5 separate regions of the Mus musculus genome follow, and all the other regions are linked to region 5. The links are chromatin contacts, called in public Micro-C and promoter capture Hi-C maps. All regions are on one chromosome and are shown on one strand. Each heading gives the region's core, a stretch centred on a gene start, on an enhancer-like site or on the middle of the called end of the contact. The rest is flanking DNA. Distances are from core to core; before and after follow the strand shown.

The links. Promoter capture Hi-C pulls out the DNA fragments that hold promoters and counts their contacts. Hi-C and Micro-C count contacts between places; a contact is called where the count stands out from the background. Capture Hi-C pulls out chosen DNA fragments and counts their contacts.
Region 1: a contact with region 5 is called in a Micro-C map of embryonic stem cells, with 3 times the contacts expected there. The contact joins the enhancer-like site here to the promoter of Fis1 in region 5. A contact is called at or near these places in 3 of 484 Hi-C or Micro-C datasets (B cells and embryonic stem cells), 3 of 115 datasets of contacts at active chromatin or transcription factors (embryonic stem cells and large pre-B cells) and 1 of 9 other capture datasets (adipose tissue).
Region 2: a contact with region 5 is called in a promoter capture Hi-C map of liver, with 2.6 times the contacts expected there. The contact joins the promoter of Rhbdd2 here to the promoter of Fis1 in region 5. A contact is called at or near these places in 3 of 39 promoter capture datasets (the C10 cell line, liver and pre-B cells), 1 of 115 datasets of contacts at active chromatin or transcription factors (kidney) and 1 of 9 other capture datasets (liver).
Region 3: a contact with region 5 is called in a promoter capture Hi-C map of pre-B cells. The contact joins the promoter of Pom121 here to the promoter of Fis1 in region 5. A contact is called at or near these places in 2 of 39 promoter capture datasets (liver and pre-B cells) and 1 of 484 Hi-C or Micro-C datasets (B cells).
Region 4: a promoter capture Hi-C map of pre-B cells shows a contact between it and region 5, with 4 times the contacts expected there. The contact joins the promoter of Hip1 here to the promoter of Fis1 in region 5. A contact is called at or near these places in 1 of 39 promoter capture datasets (pre-B cells) and 1 of 484 Hi-C or Micro-C datasets (B cells).

What each region holds. Positions count from the first base shown.
Region 1 is chr5:135,953,979-135,959,042 of GRCm38.p6, forward strand. No RefSeq gene overlaps it. Among named protein-coding and RNA genes, the nearest start is that of Ssc4d, 18 kb to the right of the region's middle. Within about 2 kb of position 3,748, at least 388 of the 459 cell types and tissues checked have an H3K27ac peak or open chromatin away from gene starts, as enhancers often do. A contact at or near this core is called in B cells, adipose tissue and embryonic stem cells, where this site is marked.
Region 2 is chr5:135,629,505-135,634,424 of GRCm38.p6, forward strand. It overlaps Rhbdd2 (rhomboid domain containing 2), which reads left to right and starts at 3,150. Exons shown (of 4, transcript NM_146002.2): 1 at 3,150-3,414. The coding sequence starts at 3,237.
Region 3 is chr5:135,391,515-135,396,546 of GRCm38.p6, forward strand. Pom121 (nuclear pore membrane protein 121) reads right to left here and starts at 3,032. Exons shown (of 13, transcript NM_148932.2): 1 at 2,423-3,032; 2 at 796-1,011; 3 at 108-266. The coding sequence starts at 2,991.
Region 4 is chr5:135,543,126-135,547,699 of GRCm38.p6, forward strand. It overlaps Hip1 (huntingtin interacting protein 1), which reads right to left and starts at 1,997. Exons shown (of 31, transcript NM_146001.2): 1 at 1,812-1,997. The coding sequence starts at 1,931.
Region 5 is chr5:136,959,987-136,964,450 of GRCm38.p6, forward strand. Fis1 (fission, mitochondrial 1) reads left to right here and starts at 2,091. Exons shown (of 5, transcript NM_025562.3): 1 at 2,091-2,242; 2 at 3,013-3,145. The coding sequence starts at 2,198.

The sequences.
Region 1 (5,064 bases), core at 2,498-4,997, 1.0 Mb before region 5:
GTCTTCTGACCCCCAAGGGCTCCTGCATGCACACAGTACACATATATATACTTAGGCACACACATATAAATAAAATTACATAATATATATATTTGGTTGGTTGGTTTTTTGAGACAGGTTTTCTCTGTGTAGCCCTGGCTGTCCTGAAACTCACTCTGTAGACCAGGCTGGCCTCGAACTCAGAAATCTACCTGCCTCTGCCTCCCAAGTTCTGGGATTAAAGGCATGCACCACCACGCCCAGAAAAAAGAAAAAAAAAAAAATATATATATATTAAAGCTACCAAAAAAAAAAAAAAGACAAAGACGGTGAAGAGTTTTGGCTTTGTTTTTTGGGTTTTTTTCAAGACAGGGTCTCAAGGTGTAGCTAGTCCTCAGGAGATGGCAGAAGGGGGATCAGGAAATTGTGGTCATCTTGCATTACAATGCAAAATTATGAACAAAATTAAGGGGGGGAATGAGCAAGGCAGTTTGATTGGGCAGACAGCTCCATGGATGCTCAATTTCTGAAATTTCTAACAACGGGGGCTGGCACGGTGGCCCAGCAGGTGAAGGTACCTGGTGCCAATCTGGAGGATATCAGTTGGATTCCCTAGCATTCGCATGGTGGGAGAGTGTTGACTCCCACAAATTTTCCTCTCAGATGGCTCTACTCGTGTGTGGTGGCCCAGGCATGCTTGCATCCATACATGAACATTATACACACATACACAGAACAATAAGAAATAGAAAATAGTAATTAAGCCGGGCGTGGTGGCGCACGCCTTTAATCCCAGCACTCAGGAGGCAGAGGCAGGCGGATTTCTGAGTTCGAGGCCAGCCTGGTCTACAAAGTGAGCTCCAGGACAGCCAGGGCTATACAGAGAAACCCTGTCTCGAAAAAACCAAAAAAAAAAAAAAAAAAAAAAAAAAAAGTAATTAATCTTGTTTTCTCTTGGTAACAGAAAGTTACCTAGCAGACATGAGGAATTCATCTTCCTAGGGCTTTATTTTGTTTATTTGAGACAGGGTCTTATGAAGCCCAGGTTAGCCTTGAACTTGCTCTATAGGAGAATCCTCCTGAGTCTACCTGCTACATGCTCTGATTACAGGTGTCTGCTACCACACACAGTTTATGCAGGGCTAGGAATCAAACTCAGGGCCTCATGCATGCTAGGCAAGCACTTTACCAACTGGGCTACATCCCAGGCCAGGTTTTCTGGTCCTCCCTCCCCCCACTCCCCCAGAAAGGGCTTCACTATGTAGCTGTGGCTTGGAACTCAATAGTGATCCACTTGCCTCTGCCTCCAAAGTACTGGTATTTCCCATTTGATTTTAGTGTATGCATGGATGCGAGTGTGAGTGCGTGCAAACGTGTGCATGAAGAACTTAGAGGATAACTTTCTAAAAAGGCCAGTTCTTGCCTACTTTTAGGTAATTTGGAGAATTGAAGTCAGGTTGTCAGGCTGTTTCAAGCAATTACTTTTACCTGTGAGCTTCATCACTGGCCCAAGGCACTGTTTTTGTTTTGTTTTGTTTTGTTTTTGAGACAGGGTTTCTCTGTGTAGCCCTGGCTGTCCTGGAGCTCACACTGTAGAACAGGCTGGCCTCGAACTAAGAAATTCACCTGCCTCTGCCTCTTGAATGCTGGGAGTAAAGGCGTGCACCACCAAGCCTGGACCTGGTTTTTTTAAGGTAGAGGCAACTTTGACTTTCCAAGTGAATGGCCACGTGGATGGAATAAGCTATCTATCCCATGAAAAGGGTTCCCTGAGCTGACTGCTGCTAACCTCGCAGGGACCCAGACTTGTCTAACTCATGCAGGGATCTTGAGACAGAAAATTGACTATGGTGGCAGACAGCAGGTGCCTCGTTGACTACAGCTTCTTCATCAGGCCTTCCTATCCAGCGAAAAGGAAGCCAATGACAGTGCAAAAGACTCAAGTCCCTATTGCTCTGTAGCTCACAGTGGGGCAGGTCAATCCTGGCTCTCTGCATGTTTCTCCATCTGCCCAGATTGAGTTATGTCAAACTTGCTCTGGTCTGGCAGGGCCAATCTTTTTTTTTTTTTTTTGTTTCTTTTTTTTTTTTTTTCTCGAGACAGGGTTTCTCTGTATAGCTCTGGCTGTCCTGGAACTCACTCTGTAGACCAGGCTGGCCTCGAATTCAGAAATCTGCCTGCCTCTGCCTACCAAGTGCTGGGATTAAAGGCATGTGCCACCATGCCTGGCTGGCAGGGCCAATCTTAAGACGACAGACACTCGGTCAGGGTGATGCTACACATAGAATTTGCTGTGGTACAGCAGGCTGTGTTAAAATCCTCAGTCTAACCCACCTGAGGTAGCTCACATCTATAAAACCAGCCACTGGGAAGATGATGGGGGTGGAAACTGCTTGAGGTCAGCCTGGACTGAAGTGTGAGATCCTGTCTCTGAGGCAAGGGAGTTCAGAAGTCTGCGTTCATTTCTGGCTACACAACACATTTCAGGGCAGCATAGGCTACATTGTCTTGTTTCAAAACAAAACCACAACCACAACACCCCTCAGTTTATTGTTCATGTTTGCCAGAGGTGGGGAACCTTTTCCAATTCTTTAATTGGTTTGTTTTTGAGACCATGTCTTATGTAGCATAGGCTGGCCTTGGATTAGCTGTATAATTGAGGGTGACCATCTGTCTCCACCCCTGGGACTTTAGGCATGTGACAGCCACCACACTGAGGTTTGTTTTCTTCCCTTTTTAGAAATCTATTTTCTTTTTGTAGTTGCTGATTTAAAAAAAAAAAAAGACATTTTAATTGTGTGTGTGTGTGGCCACATGGCCTCACCTTTACCTGTGGAACCCTTTCGCTGACCCAAACTGAGTTGGGGACTGAACCTTGGACTTTCTGAATGCTTGGACAGAGCTCTACCAGCTGAGTTACACACCAGCCTCCTTAATCTTGATTTATTTTAGATGTTTTTTACCCCATAGTGCCACCACACCCTATTCCAATTCTGGTTTTATTGTGAACCGGTTTTACAATTTCAACAGTCCTTTGTGGGTTAAATGTCCTCTGTGAAAGCGTCGCATGCCTTTCATCTCAGCAAGCAGGTCTTTGAGTTTGAGGCCTGCCTGGTCTACAGACTGAGTTCCATCCAGGGCAGCCAGCGTCATACAGAAAAACTGTTTCGAAAAAAACAAAACCAACCAAATGGTCTTTTATGAAAATATCAGTAGCTTTAGGATATAGCTCAGTTGGTCGAGCGTTTGCCTAGCGTAAGTGAAGTCCTGGGTTCCTCAGAATTGCATAAATGAGCAGGGGTGGCACGCACCTGTAACCCCAGTTGGGTGGGCAGAGGAAGAAATAAAATTAAAAAAACTCAAAGTCACCTTTGGCAAGCCACCCTGAACTGCATGAGACCTTGACTAAAGCATTTTTAAAAGGGGTGAGGGGGTGGGGTGGTGAGGAGAGAAGCAGCCTTGTGGCGCAGAGGTTGTTGTTGGTAAATACTCTTTGTAATCCGCAAAGGTCCGCGGGGACTGAAAATGTCGCCTAAACTACAGTGTCTTGGGAATGGTTGACCTTCCTTCCCTTGTATGGGCTGTACCGGGGACTCAATTCCTTTGTCAGACCAAACCTAGAACTCTGCACAAAAAAAAAAAAAAGACCCGCCCCGAGGCATGGAAAGGTCTCGAAGAGCGTGGCCCCGCCCCTGCCCCACCTAACCAGCAACCTTCCGTTTGCTGCGACTGGCTGAACCAGTTTCAAAGCTACCCAATCAAAATCCTTCAGTAAGATAGAGGCGTGGCTTCAGTTCCGACCCAGGGCGGGCTCTCCTCTGAGCTCCTGCGGTGACTCAGCAGGAAGGCGTGAGTTATTGGGGCCCGGAAGGGCAGGGCTACGTCACGTCCTACCCTGTCCGCCCCGGCCGTCGAGGCTTACGGGGCTCCAGTGGGAATCCCAACACCTGGACTCTGTTGGTTTTGTTTTGTTTTGATGACCCAGAAAAACCCTGGACCTTTCACTGATCTTTTGTTTCCTCCGTTTGCACAGTGGTTAAGAACACTTCCCGGAGCAGTGCCTGAGTGGGAAGACCCTGGAAGTTTGGAGTTTGACCTTACAGGAAGTCAATCCCAGTTGCCTCGTTTTTTTTTTTTTTTTTTTTTTCCCCTCTTCTCTTTTTGCTAATCCATCAATCCTCAAGGTTTGGCTCCCATTCGAGTTGTCAGGCAGGTGTGACAACAAATACACAAGGGAGGCTAGCCTGCTGCACTTCGAAAAACTCACCAGAACTTAAAGTCATCCTCAGGAACGTAGAGACCAGGACATAGGGTCCGGACGATGGTATAGATGATGAGGGGCCAAGCTGGCGTGATGGCTCAGCAGGTATCAAGAATCTGGTACCCGCATGGAAGGAAAGAATTCCTGTGACATGTACCACACATGTACTCAAACATGCATGCATTAGCCTTTTTTTTTTTTAAAGTAAGAGGGGCCTAGAGAGCTGGCCCAGCAGTTAGGGCACTTGCTCTTGCAGAGCCCCTGAGCTCAGTTCCCAGCACCCACGTGGTGTGGTTTACAACCATCATAACTCCACTACCAGGGGCTCCAACGCTTTGTGACTGTGGTGAACACAGGGTATACACGTGGGCAACATTCAGCCATGTATGAAAACATTTATACACAGATGCAGAGGTGTTTCAGTGGGTAAGAGCAATCATTGTACAAAGTTGGGGACCCAAGTGGGGATTCCAGCACCCAGGAGTAAAACCTGAGTGGCCAGGAATGCCTATAACTCTGGTACTACGGAGGGCAGAGACTGGATGACTTCCGGAGCTTGCTATCCTTTAGCCTAACTCAGCATTTGAGGAGAAAGCCTGCACCCAGGGGATCTGCGTGTGATAGAACTGGACGCCCTGTATCATCATCATCACCATCACTACACACAGGCACACTCAGTAATAAATCTTTGCGGGGTGGGGGTGGGGGGTAGGGAACCAGAATTGGAGTTTGTAGCTGTGGCTCAGTGGTCGAGTACTTGCCTTCCATGATTTAGGTCCTAGGTGGGTTTTGTTTTTTTGTTTTTAAATATTTATTTATTTATT
Region 2 (4,920 bases), core at 1,900-4,399, 1.3 Mb before region 5:
GCCCCACCCTCTGTATCTATCTGTCTCTTTTTGTATGTATATCTCTGTCTCTCTCTCTTTCTCTTTCTCTCTCCTAGTGAAGCTATTCTCTCCCTCTAAGGCTCCCCCTCCCACCTCTAAGACTCAATCACCCCTCTGCATCCTTCTCATGCTAATTGCCCCTATTGAAAGGAATTGTGTCTGTGTCCCTTCCACAGCTTTTCTTCAATTCCACTTCACCCCTTCCCTGTGGGCTATGACCTCACTCCGTGAGAGGAAACAAACCCCTTCCTTCCTTCCTTCCTTCCTTCCTTCCTTCCTTCCTTCCTTCCTCCCTCCCTCCCTTCCTTCCTTCCTTAAGGTGTTACTGTCATAGCATCAAGAAAAGTAAGGAACAGCCTGGTGGTGGTGGTGGTGGTGGCACACACCTTTAATCCCAGCACTCGGAAGGCAGAAGCAGGCAGATCTCTGTAAGTTTGAGACCAGCCTAGTCTAGATAATTCCAGGACGGCAAAGTCTGTAAAGAGAAACCCTGTTTGGAAGAACCAAACAAATAGACGGAATAAAATGAAAGTAAGGAATATAGCTCCCACAAGCTTTGCAGTAGGTGACACCTGCCTTGTGGGGGTCCTTAGATTAGGGACCAGAAGGCCTGGGGTCAGCAGATGTCTCATTGAAGCCAAATAGAGTGAGATAGCTGGCCTATCTCTCTTCACACTGCCTCTGCCTCTTTTACTGTCTCAACCTTAGCATGGGGTTCTACTGGCCTCTGTGTGGAAGCAAGCTGTTTTGTTGAATAATGCAAGGATAACATGAATAGACTTCCCTTCAAGGCTTTCTTCCTGGCACCGTGACTGTAAATAGCAGACCGTGAACATGCATCAGAAGAGTAAGCAGAGAACACAGGATTAACACTGGGGGGGGGGGGGGGGGCTCCTCCAGGGTATAAAGGCGCTTGCTGCCAAGCTTGCTGATCTAAGTTTGATCCCGAAGACCTACAAGGGATGAAACGTGATGAAACCATTTCTAGATTTAGCTCAAGAATAAACTCTTAGAAACAAGAGCTGTGGTTTGTGCTGAGAGATATTTCTATCCAGACCTCCTCTTTTAGGATATTCTGTCATGTGTGTCTTTGTATCTATGTGGGCACTTTCCTGGAGGTCAGAGGACAGATTACAGAAGTCGGCTCTCTAGCTCTCTCCATCCATCACGTGGATCCATGGGGTCAAACTCAGGTCCCAAGCTGTGTATCTCCCTGTATTCCTCCCCACTGTTTAAAATTCTCTCATTATTTCTATCAGGTGTCTATAACCCCTGCTGCCCCCTAGTGGTAGGTGTTATGCAAGCAAAGCTATTAGTTTTTTTCTTGGGATGGTGGATTCAATGGGCTTATCAAATGGATGGTTTCTTGATTACATCTGATTATTTTTCAAAAGTATATGTATATACCGTATATATGTATATAATGCATACATAAATATTGGGGAGGAGGAATGGGGCTGTAGTTCAGTGATAGACCTCTTAACCTTTCATGCACTAGGCTGTAGGCTGCCCAGTACTGCCAAAACTGAACATATTGAAAAAGGAATATCTTGATGTCGCCCCCTGGGACCCAGCAAACTGGGATTCAATTTCCTGACTCTTCTCACCCGCGACTTGGTCGGGAAGCTACCTCACCTGCTAAAGCACTTGTAGCTCACAAAGGATACTCTAGCTGTTCACCAGAAATAGCTTTGCTCTGCAGGAAGCGCTTTTCAAACTGCAAAAGGCTAAAGCAAAGTTTAGCAAAAGCGTCATGGCGTACGCTCATAGCGCATGTATAGTAGCTCTAGTGTCCCTTCAATTGTCTCCTTCCCCGCCTCCTCTTACTTTATCTCCAGTCCAGCTCCAGAAAGTGCTGGCTCTGTCTTCTTGGCCAATTCAGGCAGGAAGAACCAAGTTTTAATTCTTTCTTTGCTATTGAACTGTATCCCTCAGGGATCCCCATAGACTCAGTTTCCTCTTTGGCAGGACAGAGACAAACACAAGTCTGTGGGAGAATAGGGCTCCGTGGTCCTCACGACGTCATACCATTACAGTGAGAAGGACCCGGCTGAAAGCATAGTTCAGTTGGTAGCATGCTGGAGTCCCTGGGTTCGAGCCTCATTACTGCATAAACTGAGGGAGGTGGTGCACATCTAAAATCCCTGCTTTCTGGAGATGGAGACCCAGAGTTCAGAGTCAAATTTGTGTAAAAGCCAAAAGCAAGAGGAAGAAATGTTTTTCAAGACCCCTCTCCCTCAATGAGGATCTACTAGTAGTTAATGGCTGTTGGGAGGAGAGACATTTGCTCCTGAAAGCGACTTTAATGAAACTCACTGGGTCGCAAAAATTTAAAAAGAAAGAAAGAAAGAAAGAAAGAAAGAAAGAAAGAAAGAAAGAAAGAAAGGAAGGAAGAAAGAAGGAAAGAAGAGAAAAGAAAAGAAACATGGAAGCAAAAGAGAAACTAAGATGGGAAGGCAAGAGGGGGTAATGGAGCCCCGATAAAATATGATCAAAGTACATTATACACATGTAAGAAAATGCCATAATGAAACCATTACTTGGTATAATAAATATAGGTTGATTAAAATTTTTAAAGGGAGCCTTTGAGATGGCTGAGAGTAAAGGTGTTTGTGTGTGCACCTCCACACCTTCTCTCACTGAGCCAAACGCAAATAAAATCTAAAAAAAAAAAGAAAAGAAAAAAAGAAAAATAAAAAGGGCTAAAGAGATGACTCAGTGGGTAAAGGCACTGCTGCCAAGCCTGATTACCCAAGTTCTATTCCCAGGACCCAGAGGTGGAAGGAGATGATAAACTCAACCTTAAGTTTTCATCTACCCTCCACGCGCGTTGCACGCACATGCCCCTCTCTCACACTCAAACAGATGTAATCAAATGTTTTTTTGGTTTTGCTTGTTTGTTTGTTTGTTTGTTTGTTTGTTTTTAATTAAAAATCAAGAAGAAGGAAGCTGAGGTCTAGGCAAGAATACTCCTGAGGCGGCAGCCCGCACAACACCCGTAGGTAAGCTGGAACTACAACTCCCGGCCTCCTTTGGGCGGGTAAGAGCGGAGGACTCCACGGGATTGGGCCTTCCCCCACCCCCACCCCCCCATGGGGCGGTGCTTGAGGAGAGGCCAGTCTTCCGCTGTTGCCAGGGGAGACCGCCGCAAGGAGGCGGAAATTGAGGAGGGAGGCGGGGAGTACCGAGGCCGCACGCTGGAAGGGCTCGCGGCCATGGCGGCCCCGGGCCCCGCGAGTCGCTTCTGGTGCTCGTGTCCCGAGGTGCCCTCCGCCACATTCTTCACCGCCCTGCTCTCGCTGCTGGTGTCGGGCCCCCGCCTGTTCCTGCTGCAGCCGCCTCTGGCGCCCTCGGGGCTGTCTCTGCGCTCCGAGGCCCTGCGCAACTGGCAAGGTGAGAAGAGGCGGGGCGGGGATGGCGCGCTTCCTCAGCCCGCAGACTCCCCGGTCCCTGATCTCCAGCCTCACTGCCAGCCAACCCCAGACCTCCGTGCCCACCACCATTCTCCCCACTTGGAGCTCCAGCATGTCTTGTCCAAAGCCGGATCATTTCCGCCAACTCCTTCTCTACCCACAATCGCCCCCTTCCATGTTACCCCAGATCCATTCATTCTTTGATCTCGAGGGTGAACACACTTCCTAAGCCATTCACGTTTTATAAACACAAACCCCATCTGCTGACGGCCCGAGCCCCACAGGAACAAACCAAACGTTTCTCACCTTTATCGTGACAATTGTCTACTGTCAACCCAATGGATGGCTTTTCCTCTTGACTCTAGAATTTTCTGCTGCGTCTTTACCTTAATCCTGACTCCTAATCCCAGCTCACAGAAGGAGCTGGTAAAGTGTTTGTTTTCTCAGAGGAGAGAAATTTCTCAAACTAATTAAGTCTGGTAATCATCCCTTTGTAAAAGACAGGATTCTTAGTCTTTGTTTCTTCCTCATTCTTTCCTGGGAAATCCCTGTTGCTTCTAACGTTAACAGAGGCCTGCGCGTTCATTTCATGTAATCCTCGCTGTGATTTCATGACAGGCCATATTAAATTGCCTGTTTACCAGAAATTGAGGTTGAATACAGAGATTCGCAGAGCTAACACATCATAATATTGAGATAGGAGCCCCGCACTTTGTTTTTAGTATGGTGATTTAAAACTAGGGCTTTGGGTATATAATCTCCACATCTTTAGATAGAGGTATACATATGTGACACATTATTTATATGCTTGTGTGCACTCTTGTGAAAGTCAGAGGACAACCTGACCGGAGTCTTTCTCTTCTTCCCCCATGTGGGTCCTGGGAATCAAACTCGGGTCTTTGGGATTGGCAGGACCTACCTCAGCCTGTTGAGCCATCTCGTCAGCTACCTAAATCTTAGAGAGTTGTATGTAGAATTTTTTCATATTTACCAGTAAAATTTCAATTTGGGACATATCCAGCAAATAACCAAACTTCTGGAGATATTCTGATAGGATGTAATGGTTTCCTGCTTAAAGCTGAAATTTTCTTTTCCCCCTTTTTTGGATACATGTAGCACTTACAGTCAGCTAAATGCCAGTGTAGACAGGCACGCACTCTTTTTCTTTCTGGGTTTTTGTTTTTTGTTTTTGTTGTTTTGTTTGTTTTTGTTGGTTTTGTTTTTTTGTTTTCGTTTTGTTTACTTTGAAACAAAGGGGCTTGCTATTTATTTACACCAGTATGGCCAGGCTTCATTATGTAGTCCAGGGTAGCCTCAGAGCCATGATCCTCCTGCCTCACCCTTCTGAGTACTAGAACACAGACATACATCACCCATCACCATGCTCACTTAACCATATTTGTCTGAGCATGGGCTCCATGAACAGGCAGAGAAACAGTACCTTTAATGCCAGCACTAGGCAGGCGGAGGCAGGCGGGTCTCTGAG
Region 3 (5,032 bases), core at 1,782-4,281, 1.6 Mb before region 5:
GGAGCAGCCTCTACACCTGCCTGGTAATCACCACCACTTGAATTCTCTGGAGCCCCCACCCCACCCCCGGGAAGGCAGTGTAACACCATACTGAGACTGCTCGTTACCTTCTCTTGTTTTCCTGGCCATCAAGGTGCAGCTGGTCTTCCTCCGCCACTGTTCTTTTCTTCTTCTCCTTGAGGGCGTTCAGGACAGTCTCCTTTGCACAAGGATCTGGGGCATTACTTGATGGTGAAGACAGTGTTGTATCGAGTATCTGCTCTGACCTATAATGAAAGACAAGATTCTGGAGACAGGATATTTTAACTCCCATGCACATACAGAACAGAACGGAAACTAGAAGCTAAGCAAGACCTTGGCTCATCTATGTGTAGAAACTACCATGACTACAGGTCAGGCATGGTGGCGTGAGCCTTTAATCCCAACAGTGAGAAGCAGGAGGATCATCCTGAGTTTCCAGACAGCTTGAGCTACTCAGGCAATTTTAGGCCAGCCTGGTCTATGAATGTGTGCATGCCTGCACGCTTGCACACTGGAGAAATGGCTCTGGCATCCTGCATACCCCTAGAGACACAGCTCCAAGGGAAAAAGGCCAGCTGGGGCTTCAACAGCTAGACCCAAACATGATCCCCAGGGTCAGCGAGACTCTGGCCTGAAAGGAAAAAAAGCGAGAGCAATAGAGTCCTGAGGCCTTCTTCTGGTGGTGTCCACACAGGTACAGAAGGTTACTTGCACACACAAGTTTGTATACACAAACACACACACACACACACACACACACACACAGGTACTCACATTGATGAGCGGAATAGCTTGCTGTCTGGAGGGGCAATCCTCACTGTCACTGGGCTGCACACCATCCTGGAGTTCCGTGGAGACAGCACAGCCTTCTTATGGCCACCATTCCAGCAGACGGTTGGAAGTGCCCCAAGCAAGGAATACTGGGCTTGCTGAATGGGATATCGTCTTCGGGGTGTTATAACAAACCGACTGGACAAAGGCCCACAATCTCTGTGGAGAACAGGAGACAGACACTTGATGGAACCACAGTTTTTGTTTTTGTTTTTTTTTAATTTATTTTATTTATATGAGTACACTGTAGCTGTCTTCAGACACACCAGAAGAGGGCATCGGATCCCATTACAGATGGTTATGAGCCACCAAGTGGTTGCTGGGAATTGAACTCAGGACCTCTGGAAGAGCAAGCAGCCAGTGCTAGTAACCACTGTGTCATCTCTCCAGTCTGGAACCACAGTCTTAAAAGAACACCAAATTCAACTGACTGCAGAAACAAGAGGCATTAACACTTCTTTCAACCTCTTATTTTTCTGTTAGACAGTGCTGGTAGCAGAAACTAGGGGTGTGTGCATGCTGGACAAAGCACTCTATGACACTAACAGCTCAGACTTTAAATTTCTCTAAGCAGCAGAGAACGTAGCATTTTTTGGCACATTTCTCCCATTTCATCCAAAGGCAGAAAATATCAGTTGCTTAATGGCTGTCTCTACCACAGACTTCATCAAATTAAGAGGGAAACTGGAAACCTTGCCCACATGGGTACTTCAGAAGAAAAGCACATGCAGTTGGGATGTGTAGGAATAGTTTTTTTTTTTTTCCTTTCCCCCAACTAACCACCAATACACAGCAAAAACCAAACATTAACAGGTATTCACCACCTCAACTAAGCAGACTTATCAAGGCCAGTGAAACGTCTTGTGAAGGAGCTTGCTGCCAAGCTGGAGACCCAAGATCAACCTCAAATTCACGTGGAAAGAGAAAAAGGACTCCAGCAAGCTATCCTCTCATCTCCCTGTGAATATGCAATTTAAAAAGAAAAAAATGCTTTTATCCAGAATCCGGGTTGAGTGTAGTGGAGCACACCGGTAATCCCAGCATTTAGTAGGTGAAGGCAGGAGGGTCAGCAATCCAAAGTCACCCTCATGAGTTCAAGGGACAGCTCAGATACATGAGATCCTGTCTCCGGGGGGGGGGGGGGGGGGAACAAAAACCCAAAGGCTGGGGAATAGGTAGAGGGCAAGCTTGCCTGCTATGACTGAAGCTGTGGGTTCTATCCCAGCACAGCATACAACCTGGTGCAAACCTGTAATCCTATCAGTGAACTCGCTCAGAAGACGAGGCAGGAGGATGAGTTCAAGGACAGGCTCAGCCAAAGAACGGGGTTGAGATTAGACAGCCTATGCCATCAAATACCCTCTCTTAAAAAAAAAAAAAAAGAAAAAGAAAAAAAATAAAGAGAAAAGAGAGTAATGGGAAAAGGGAGGGAAGGGCGTAGAGATAAAAAGAAAGGGAAAAGGCAAAGAAAAGAAAAAGGGGAGGTGAGTTAAATCCGATTTACAGGTTGAGCCCTACGTCAAATCCGCGGCCGCAGAGACCCCACCCTGGGAAGATCGCCGGGGCTTACCGGTGGGGCGGCCTCCGGGAGGGTCGCAAAAGCGGGGTGGGGAGCGCGGGGTAGACGTGGTGGACTCGCTGGACCGCCGAGGCCGGAGGCGGGGAGCGTGCGGGTGGGCGGCGCCCCGGCCTCTCCCTTGGGTCCTGCCGGAGGGCAGGCTCGGGCGGGCCGGGCTTGCCCAGGTAGCTGCCCATGAGTAAGAGCTCAGCCGGGTCGGGGCCTCCCAGCGGGCTGCGGGGTTCGCAGAGGCTACCGTTGACTGGTGACTTGGCCGGAGGCGGTGAAGCGGTGAGAGCTGGCCGCGGGTGACGGCGCGCGTCGCGCACGAAGGACGACAGGGCCCTCGGGCCGCGGGGTTCTCGGCTCAGGCCCCACCAGGCCGCGCTCGCCCCCACGGCCAGCCAGGCCAGCGCGGCCGCCGCGGGCACCAGGTAGAGCGCGAGGCCGAGCAGCGCTAGGCCGAGGGCCGCAGCACCCGCCGGTCCTCCGTAGCCGCGGGCCCGGCTCCGGCCTTCCCGTCCGCCCAACGGGGGCCGCCGCCGCTCGCCTCCGTCAGCCGCCGCAGCCGCCGGAGACATCGCGGCTCCGCGCCGCGGAGCGGACTTAAATATCCCAGGGTACACCGCGCCGCGCGCCGCCGCCGACGTCACTGTCGTCGACGCGGCGCGCCGGGTGGAAAGGGGAAACCGCCGCCGCGTGCGGAGCACGGCGCGAGAGCCCTAGTTTGAAAAATTACAGCTTAGGTAGGCGGATCGGTGCACGCCTTGCCTCTCAGAACGCGGGAGGCGGAGGCAAGAGGAGTTCCGTGAGTTTGAGTCCAGCCTGGTTCACAAAGACAGTTCCAGCGCGACATGGAGACATAAAGCCTGTCTCAAAACAGCAAAACTTAAAAAAAAAAAAAAAGAAAGAAAGAAAAGAAGAAAAGTACAGCCCGGTTTTTGACGCTGGAGGTTTCCCTGACGCTCCTGGACTGCAGAGGAGTGATGTTAGAAATCAAGGCACAGAACGGAGATGGGTGGCACGCGCCTGTAATCCCGGCATTTGGGAGGTGAAGGCAGGAGGATCCCGAGTTCTAAGTCAACCTGGGCTACTTAGTGAGACCCTCCCCGTCTAAAACAAAATAAAACCCGATCAGTCAGACCCTGTATTGGAAAAGGCCAATCAGGCCCTGTGTGGAGGCTCACTGTTTATCGCAGCGAGGTCAGTTCCAGGCCTGCTGGAGCAACACAGTGAGACCCTGTCTCAAAATAATTTTTTAAAATGTGTGTTTTGCTTGAATGTATGCTGGGATTACATTCACACCATCACATCTTACACTTGCGTGGAGGTTGAGGGTCAACGGCAAGTGTCTTTCAATCTCCTTTTTTTCTTTTCTTTGTTGTTGTTTCTCGAGACAGGGTTTCTCTGTATAGACCTGGCTGTCCTGGAACTCACTCTGTAGACCAGGCTGGCCTGGAACTCAGAAATCCACCTGCCTCTGCCTCCCAAGTGCTGGGATTAAAGGCGTGCACCACCACCGCCCAGCAAGTCTTTCTCAATTACACTGCACATTATTCTTTGACACAGGGTCTCTCACTAAACCCAGAGCTCACCAACCTGGCTAGGCTGGCTGGCCAAAAAGACCCAAAATCTTTTTGTGCCTACCTCAGTGCTTGGGATTACAGGGGCTCCTACTGTGCTCAAGCAAGCTTGCTCAGCAAGCCCTGTACCAATGGAACCATCTTCCCAGTCCATATTTCCCCCCTTTCCATCCTTCCCTCCGTTCCTCCTTTTGTTTGTTTCTTCTTTTTTTGAGGATGATAGACTGAGAGCTATTCCTCCACAATCAAGAGTAAGATAAGACTAGACTTGGGGAGGGAAGGCTAGATGGATGAGGGAGAAGCGGGGAGAGGCAGGGATTAGAGTTTAGAGACGATGCATATTGTTAATAAAACTAGCTGAACTGGTAAATGACAGTGAGTACAGTGGGCACTGGTGATAGTTAAGAAACAGGGTGGTCCTGCTCAGTGCCATTCTTAGTTTCTGAGGTGTAATCCAGTAGGGGTTTGTTGTGTATCGGCCACTAGAGGGCAGTCCCAGGCTTATCCATTAAAGCACAAACACACACAGCCTTATCTGTCCACCTTGGTTTTATGCAGTGGTTCTCAACCTTCCTAATGCTTTAACCGTTTTATTCAGTTCTTTATGTTGTGGTGACATCCCCCAACCCCCAAACTATAAAGCTACCTCCTAAGTGTAATTTTGCTACCGTTATGATTTGTAGTGTAGATGATGTTTTCTCGATGGTCTTGGGGTGGAGGGGTCAGTACCCACAAGTTGAGAACCACTGGCCTTATGGTCTCACTGAAGCACTGCCTAAAGGACACACGACCAGGCTACCCGACGCTTGTACTTGTCCTTTGAAAATCGTAGTTAGGGCTAGAGAGATGGCTCAGAGGTTAAGAGCACTGACTGCTTTTCTAGAGGTCCTGAGTTCAGTTCCCAGCATCCACATGGTAGTAGCTCACAACCATATGCAATGGGATCTGATGACCTCTTCTGGTGTGTCTGGAGACAGCAACAATGTGCTCACATAAGTAAATAAATCTTTTTTTTTTTTTTTTTAAGAAAATTGTTAAC
Region 4 (4,574 bases), core at 747-3,246, 1.4 Mb before region 5:
CATACACACGGCTCATAACAAGTGTTCTACAGAAGGTAAAACTAGACACTGCCTACCAGTCTTCCTGTTGGGCAACTAGGAAAAATGTTACTTATGGCTGGAAACATTCAAGTGCCTCAATTCTATCACTCTGTATTAAGTTCAAACTAAAAAAAAAAAAAAAAAAAAAAAAAAAAAAACATTTTAAAAGTGATTTTGGGTGTATGTATATGGAGGGGTATTCATGGCACGGCTTGAGTATGGAGGTCAGCAGACAACTTGGACAAGTTGGTTCCCTTCCTGGGATGAAACTCAGGTGGCCAGACTGGTTGGCAGGAGCCTTTACCCCTTAGCCACCTCCGCTGGCCGTAAGCTCAAACTTTTATGTCTAACTTATTGCCTCAGTTTTAAGTCGGATGCTATAAAATAGCTCCAGTTTATTTTCTTCTTTCAGTTTAAAAATAAAAGAGGTTGGGGGGGGATATGAAAACTTTTTTTTCTTTTTTTCTTTTTTTTGGCAACAACGCCCAAGGTTCAAAAGATCTGAGAAATTTAAAAAGCTCCAAACTCTATAGACATTGAGAGGTAAGTGGACGGTGGTCTCTCTTTCCCCTCCCGGGGTACAACTACCCCATTTCCCCCCTCAGACACAAGAAGTGGACCCAGGGGTCTCAGAAACAAGAGGTGGTGTAAAGTCCCCTGGGGTGAAAAGGCTTTCTTCCGAGCAAGGTCCATTTATAGAACACACAGGCCCTCCCTATCTCTTCCATCTTTCCTACTCACAGAACACGACAGGGGACCTGCCTCTGGCTGAAGTCAACTCAGATCTTCAAAGTAGAACTCGGAGAGCCAGAGTAGAAGAAATCTACCGGCCCGGCATCCGCAGTGGGATCCGAGGAGTTGTACTCTCAGAAACAGATTTTACATACAGATGAACTGATGACTACACACCCCGAGCCTCACAACTTGATTCAGTCCGATCAATACAGCATGCATAAAAGCCTGAGGTAAAACTGGATAGTGGCTTTTTGTTGATAACTGCGGTGGAATTTTGGCCATCTGCCCTGGTCAGACCAGACAAATAAGGCAGGCGGTCTGCTTATTAGCTGTCAGGCATATTTTGGAGGGTGAAAGCAAAACCTCAAATCAGGAGTCTGAGTATCACTGGACAGCTTATGCCGGCACGCAAAGCTCTGACAATCCAAGCGCCTCAATTCCTACCCCAGGCTGCGCGTCCCCGTTCCTCCAAACCCCCGGGCCATTTTACAAGTTGGACCACACTTCACATTTCTTACGGTCCTTCCCATCACTCAGACCCCTTTGGCCCAGCCTCTGAGGCCAACAGCTGGGGCTGCTGAGAGCCAAGTTAGAGGCACCGTTGAGCGAGATGCTGGGAAGTGTAGGGAGAGTCAATACTAAAGTAAGGCGACCAGAGCCACCCTTCACACCCCCACCTTGGCGTTCCCACACTTGGCAAAAACCAAGCGACTTCCAAGTGCTTCCCCTATCCAGGAGCACCCTTCCGTCAGTCCCCTTTCAACTCCCTTTAGCCTCCCTTGTGACCCCTGATGGTGCTCACTGAGACCGTCCCCTCAGCCGCAGGAATCTGCAGTTCCCCAGAGTGCACCCCGACCCCTATGCCAGTGGAGATGCCCAGGTAGATCCCGAACCTCCCTGGGACCCGCCTAGTTCCCTACCCCAAAATGATTCCGATCGCAGCCACCTTGCCTAATTCCTTCCCGAGTCTGCAAGTCCCACTCCCTTCCAAGCCTCTCTTGCACCCTGCATCACTCCAAGTGCCCCAGGGATGCCCCAGGGTTCTCGAATCTCACCTGAGTCCGCTCGAAGCTCTCGCGCTCCGCAGCCTCCATCCCAGCACCAACTCCGCGGCGGCTCAACACTTTGGGCAGCGGGTTGGATACCTGCTTCATGGAGCTGGCCATTCGGTCCATGTTGTCTGGGTGAACAGAGTCAGGGGCCCTCGGCCGCCCCGGGATCCCCGCGGAGCCTCCCGCCCCTCCCTACCCGCGGGGATCCGGCGCTAACGGGGACAGATTCCGTCTTCCATTGGTTGACAGCGCTGTCCATCTCCCTCAGAACCCACCCCATGTTTCCAAGAGGCTTTTCCCCACACCCCTCTTCCCACTTCGGAGGCGCTCCGCTCACTTCACCCGCTGCCCGCCTCAGGGCGGTCCGCATACTATGACTGGTCTGAAGGTTTGTCCATTATCATTAGTGGGCAGGACCTGGTGGGCTGCTGTCCTAACCTGCCCCCTAGGCTCCGCCCCATAATCGATGCACCGCCTTCCAGGCCTCTACATGCACTGTCATTGGTCTGAAGACTTATCTGTCAACAGGCTGGCTTGATGGGCTGCCCTAACCTTTTCTTGTTGGCTCCACCCTACATCCGTCACTCTTCCTTTGTTCCCACCCCCCAGGACCATAAAAGCACTATGATTGCTCTGAAGGCTTGTCCGTCATGCTAGTGGGTGGGGCCTGGCTGCCACAGACCAGCCCTTGCTGACTCCACCCTACTTCGAAGCGCCACCTCCTGGGCCCTTCTCTGCTGCGGGTTTCTGAGCAGTAGGACCTGCGGTCCAGCCGGCGCCACGAGTTCCCGAGGGGATGGAAAGGCAGATCAAGGGAAGCATGGCTGCACACCATGCTTCACCGGCTTGCTGGGGAACTCTGCGTCAGTGTGGACCCGCGATGGCGGCCTTAGTGGTCCTCGAAGTCCCCTCCTCGTGCATTCCTTTCTGCCCGTTCTGGAGGACCGTTCTGGAGGGTCCCCAAATACTGGCCTGTGATTGCGAGGATCTCCCCAGAGCTTTCCAAACTTTGCTTCGTTCTCACCTTATCTCGGTAGAAACCCCAACAGATGCTCTTTGTTCAACTATGGTAGGGTCCACTCCTCCCATCCTGTTCTGGGAGCACCTACAGACTGGGAAGTGCTCCTCAGCAAAGAAAAAAGTTACAGGTTCTTCACTAACAGAACTAGTGGCACCGTTAAGCATTAAGCAATTTGATGGTGCTATCCATCTAGCTCTGCAATAGAAGCCAGTACAAGTCTCACTTGTACTAGGCAATGTTTTAATTAATGACAATATCAAACTCACTATGTCGCTGAGTCCCTTGAATCCCTGAGCCTCTTGCCTCTTCCATTCAACTGTTAGGATTATAGGCGTGGGCCTCTAGGCTTGACTTTCCTTTAACGTTTTACACACATTTTGTACCTGTGTGTATGTGTGGGACTGTGTTCATACGGCAGCACTCTGTGGAGGTCAGAAAGCAAATTAGATTCTGTTCTCTACCGTGTGGACCCCAGGATCTGACTTGAGTGATAGGCTTAGTGTAGCAACCTACCCACTGAGTGGTCACACCAGGGATGCTCTTTAAAAACAGTGTTTCAAGACGGGTGGTGATGGTCCACAGCCTTAGTCTCAGCACTCAAGAGGCAGAGGCAGATGGATCTCTGAGTTCAAGGCCAGCCTTGTCTATAGAGTGAGTTCCAGGACAGCCAGTACTGCACACACATGCACACCTACATGCACAAAGATAATATTTCACTAAAAAGTTGAGATTGGCTTTGAACTCCCAGAAATCCTGCCTCAGCCTCTTGAATGCTAGGATTACAGGCATATACCTGTATACAGACTACCCACAGACACCCTCCCCCCAGCCTCCCACACTGAAAGAGATGCGGTTTGCAGGTGTGTCGCACCGTGTGCAAGCACATTCGTGCACCTGTGCACATGGAGATCTGAGGCCGATGTCAGGGGTCATCATCACTCTTGAATCTCGCATTGACTTAGGGTCTCATGGAACTCAGGGTTTGTTGATATGGCTAGCCACACTAGCCTGTTGGCTCTGAAGAGTCTCTGTCTCCCACTTCAGAGGCTGGAATTTCTAGGCGGGCCACACAAACCAGCTGGCCTAGGGTCCCGACTGTGGCGATGTGCACACACACCCTTGCTCGGCAATGGCTTTCACTACTGTGCCATCATCAGAAGAGGAGTTTAATTCGAAGCGGCCAATGACTTTTTCTAAATTAAAGCCTGGGTGAAAGTTCACATTTGATAGAGGCATAAAAGAGGAGTGAGCATTTGCAAGCACCAAGAAGGCTTTTGCTGGGCACAGTGGCATTGTGGGCACCAAGTTACAAAGCCTAGATGAAAGTGGTCCGAGGGAGTAGGAGCAAAAGTAGATTAGAATCTTAGTTAGGGCTCCTATTGCTGTGATAAAACACCATGACCAAAAGCAAGCTGGGGAGGAGAGGGTTTATTTAGCTTACACTTCCACATTGTAGTCCATCAGTGAAGGAAGTCAGGGCAGGAACTCAAAAGGGACAGAAGCCTGGAGGCAGGAGCTGATGCAGAGGCCTGAGTGGCTTGCTCCTCACTGTCTGCTCAGCCTGCTTTTCAGTAGACACTGGGACAAGTAGCCCCATCCACAATGGGCTGGGCCCTCCCTGCCATCAGTCACTAATTAATACCCTACAGTTGAATCTTCTGGAGAAGTTGCATTTTCTCAATCGAGGTTCCCTCCTTTCAGATGACCCTAGCTTGTGTCAGGTTGACATAAAACTAGCCAGGACA
Region 5 (4,464 bases), core at 841-3,340:
CACGTACAGTGTACTTACATATAATAAATAAATTAAAAATTAAAAAAAAAAAAAACAGGGATCCTGGGGACCGTGGGTCAGAGGCCAAATTTTATATATCTGTCACTTTGCCACAATGTTTGCGGTTTTGTTTGCTTTTCATTTTTAAAAAGATCTACTTTGTATGTACAAATGTATGTGCTTCTGTGTACATGTCAGGTGCCCACAGAGGCCAAAGGCACCCGATCCCCAACACTGGAGTTCTGGGAGGTGGTGAACCACCTGACAGAACTGGGAACTGAGCCCAGGGCTTCTGGAAGGGCAAACAAACAAACAAGCAAAGAGTTGCCAGGATCATGATGTCTCTCCGTGGTAATAGAAACCCTAAAACACCATGTCAGGTAGCTCATGACTACCTGTAACTCCAGCTCCAGGGCGGGGGTGGGGTGGGGTGGGGGGATCCAACACGCTCTTCTGAGGTCTAAGGTGTATCATCTTAAGGGATCAGGGTTTTTGTTGGTTCATTTGTTTGTTTATTTATTTTTAAAGATTTGTTTATTTATTTTATGCATGTAAGTATAAGTATACTGTCACTGTCTTCAGACTCACCAGAAGAGGGCATCGGATCCCATTACAGATGGTTGTGAGCCACCATGTGGTTGCTGGGAATTGAACTCAGGACCCCTGTAAGAGCAGTCAATGCTCTTAACCGCTGAGCCATCTCTCCAGCCCAAAATACAGCATCTTATGTGCTATTTGTAGGGGGAGAATGGCCCAAAGTAGCTAAATTAGACAACGTTGGCAACGAGAACACAGGATACCTCAGACATACACGTCTATCTAAGGACGAATAGCCATAGGCCAGGAAGAGAGTAGGATCCCGACAAACTGCAACCCTCACTCCTGTGAGGCCCAGGCCCCAGCCTCAGACCTTGCCAAGTCTGCCTGTGGACAGTGACACAGAGCTGACATTCCTTTTGCCCTTTCACCCAGGCCTCTGAGAAAGCCTTGGATTGTCTGGCTCCCAAGAAGAGTTCCTACCCCAGGCTGGACTCCAACTTGCTAAGCCAAGGATGATCTTAAACTTCCTCCTCTTCCTGCCTCCACCTCCCAAGCGCTAGGATGAAAGCCTGCATGACCATTCCCCCTCCCCACATTAGATGCATAAGGATAGGAGTTTTCTTTTTCTCAGTGCCAATCCCTGTACTTAAATAGTGACCGACACTTAGGAAATGCTCAATCAAAAATGAATGAATCAACCAATAAGCAACGGCAGGGCTAGAAGATAGATGTTCTGAATAGCAAAGACGGCAGGCACATGCAGAGTGCCTGTGATTACTGGAGGTTTCAGAATCATAGGGCAAGGGACAGCGAGTGTGCTGGCTAGTCCTCTGTCAGCTTGACACCCAAACTAGAGCTCTCTCAAAGGAGGGCCCCTCAATTGAGAAAAATGCCTCCATGAGATCTGGCTCCAAGGCATTTACATAACTGGGGGAGGACCCAGTCCATTGTGGGTGGTACCATCCCTGGGCTAATGGTCCTGGGTTCTATAAGAGAGCAGGCTGAGCTGGGTGGTGGTGTGTGCCTTTAATCCCAGCAATCAGGAGGCAGAGGCAGGCGGATCATGTGACCCAAGTTTTCCCCTTATAGCTGGAACCCAGGCAGTTGTGAGCTATGTGGGGTCTGGCAACAGAACATGAGAGCCATCCATGGGCCTTTAACCCTGGACTGTGTTTCCTGGGTTTTCTTCAGAATCCTATTAAGAATGGCTGTCCACTATGGTCATGTGACCCAAGTTTTCGGAGGGGGGAGGTGGGGGAGTGCGTGGAGCATGGAGAGGGTATAGCTACCAATTCCTCTTGCTTTATGAGAGACTGAGCATCTCTTTGTGAGAGACTACACTGAGACCCTCCGGCCCCTGGTACTCATTAGGATTTTATTGCAAACATTGAAGATAATCCAGGGTCCTAGAGTGAGGGGTTCTTACACTGGTTCCTAGGATAATGTGATGCAGGGAGGATCTAGGACATCAGGGGAGTCCAAAGAGAGCAAAGTATCCCAGCGTAGGCACTAGTGCCCCCGCCCGCCCCAAGGCAAAGGAGGAAGGGGCGGGGCCTCCACAGGTCGATGCCGGAAGTGCCTCTCCGCCCCTGCTACTGGACCATGGAGACTGTGGCCCAGTAGAGACCTTAGTGTGAGGCTTTCAGGGGCGGCGGCCATGGAGGCCGTGCTGAACGAGCTGGTGTCTGTGGAGGATCTGAAGGTAAGGTCTGGGACGGAGGAAGGAGAAGGGCAGAATTGGAAAGGGCAGTTCCTGAGGAGAGCTGACTGAGGCTAACCAGTGCCGGTTTCGTCTTTCTTGGCAAGCTGAACTACGGCTCCCAGCAGCCTCTGCGGCATCCTGCTTCTTGTGGGAATCGGCTTCGTGTCCCTAGGCCTGACGGGAATTGTAGCTTCCCGGGTTTCAGCAACTCAGACCTAGGCCTGGGGTCTTAGTGTGATGCAGAGCTGGGAATTTGGGGTACTCGTGTGCAGGGATGGAGTAGTATAGTCACTGGTGTAAATTTTCGCTAGTGTTTAGTTCCTCACGGTGCTATTTTCACCGCATCCTTGTAGCTGTGTTTTCTTTCCTCTCCTAGAATTAAAGTAAGGCAGATCCAGGCCCAAAAGAGTAGGGTGGGACGGGACCAGCGGCCTCAAGGGAAAGGCCATGTAGGAGGTCGTTTAGCTCTGGGACAGTATGTTTACTCTTCAGACACTTGGGGTCAGCTGGTTTGGGAGCAGTGCCTCCAGCTGCCACCAGGTGGCATCTCCTCTTGGTACCACTAGGGGCTGGGTTCACGGACCTTCCGAAGGGGAGGACACAGCATGGGACCCAGGGGTGGAGATGACAGAAGCTTCGGGGTACCAAGATCTACAAGGGAAAGGCGGCAGGGAGGAAAATATGATCTAACTGGGATTCAGACATCAAGTTAGCTGGAGAATGATTGCTGCTCTTTGTTGCTAAATGGTCACTCTTCTCTCTAATGACAGAATTTTGAAAGGAAATTTCAGTCTGAGCAGGCAGCTGGTTCTGTGTCCAAGAGCACGCAATTTGAATATGCCTGGTGCCTGGTTCGAAGCAAATACAATGAGGACATCCGCAGAGGCATCGTGCTGCTGGAGGGTAAGGCGCTGGGCCCCACTTTCCAGCCGCCAGCCAGCCTGACCTCTACTGTGCTTGACCTCACCCCTCCAGGACCCTTTCCAACACAGAACCCTCACCTTACAGCACATTTGTCATTCAGTAACCACCAGTAACTTCACTTGGAGAAAGGGCTAGATTGATTCTCTACGTCCCCAGCATCTGAACAGTCATTCAGATGGAAAATGCTGTAGGAAAAAATGCTCTCAGGCTGGGGAGACTCAGTGCATCCTGTCCAGGCATGAAGACCTGGGTTCAAATCCCCAGCACCCACAGCAGCAGCTGAGTGTGGCCATCCGAGTCTGTATAGAGAGTAAGCTGGAATCAGCTAGAGATGGCTTGTTGCCATCTTAGCCCAGGTTCAGTTGGAGACCCTTTCTTTAGGGGATGCTGTGGAGTGTGAAAGCACTGGCCGTCCTCTGACCTCCATGCTTCCATGTGCACACACACAGTGTACACAAAACACTTCTGGTATAGTTACTAATTGCCGTTAATATAGTGTTTACGTTGTATTGGATAACAGTCATTTGGAAAATTCTAGAGATTTAGAATATCTGAGGGGCTAGTGGTATCAAGGCTGTGTGACCCCAGCACTACAAAGGTGAAGACACAGGAACATAGTTCAGTAGTCGAACATTGACTGTGGAGATAGAGGCAGGAAGGTCAGAAGTTCAAGGCCAGAGTCAGCACATCCTGACCAAATTTGAGGTCAGCCTGGGCTACATGAGCTCCCTGACTCAAAGAACACTGCATCTTTGGGGACTATAGGTGCATTCTATGCAAACACCGTTTAATTTTATAGACGGGCCTGCCGTCTGTGCACTTTGAAGTCTGGGGGCTGTGTTGGCATAGTCCCAGAGGCTGTCAAGGGACGACGCTGGGAACAGAAGACTGCTGTATCATTAGTCAGTTGACTTTGACACAGGACCTCTAACCTGTGCGTCCTGCTTCAGCTACCTCAGTGCTGCGAGTTCAGGGGTGCCGCCAGCTCTGGGGTCTCTAAAAGCAAATACTGTCCCCCTACTTTGATCAGTTTGGACTTTTAGGTTTCTTTTACAGTAGAGCACAGCAGTGGGAGTGGTGTCAGCATTTGAGTCCTGTTTGGAGACACAGTGCAGACCCTGAGGAGACTGTAGCACTGCACAGCTATTTAGTGCCGAAGTGGTGGCTGCCGCACCACGGAACTCCAGCGCTAGAGAGGCTGGGGCAGCCTGATGGGGAGTTTGAAACAAGCCCGGGCGGCATAGTGAGTGCCTATCTTAATACCGTCCTACGGGGATACACACACACAGAATGAAATG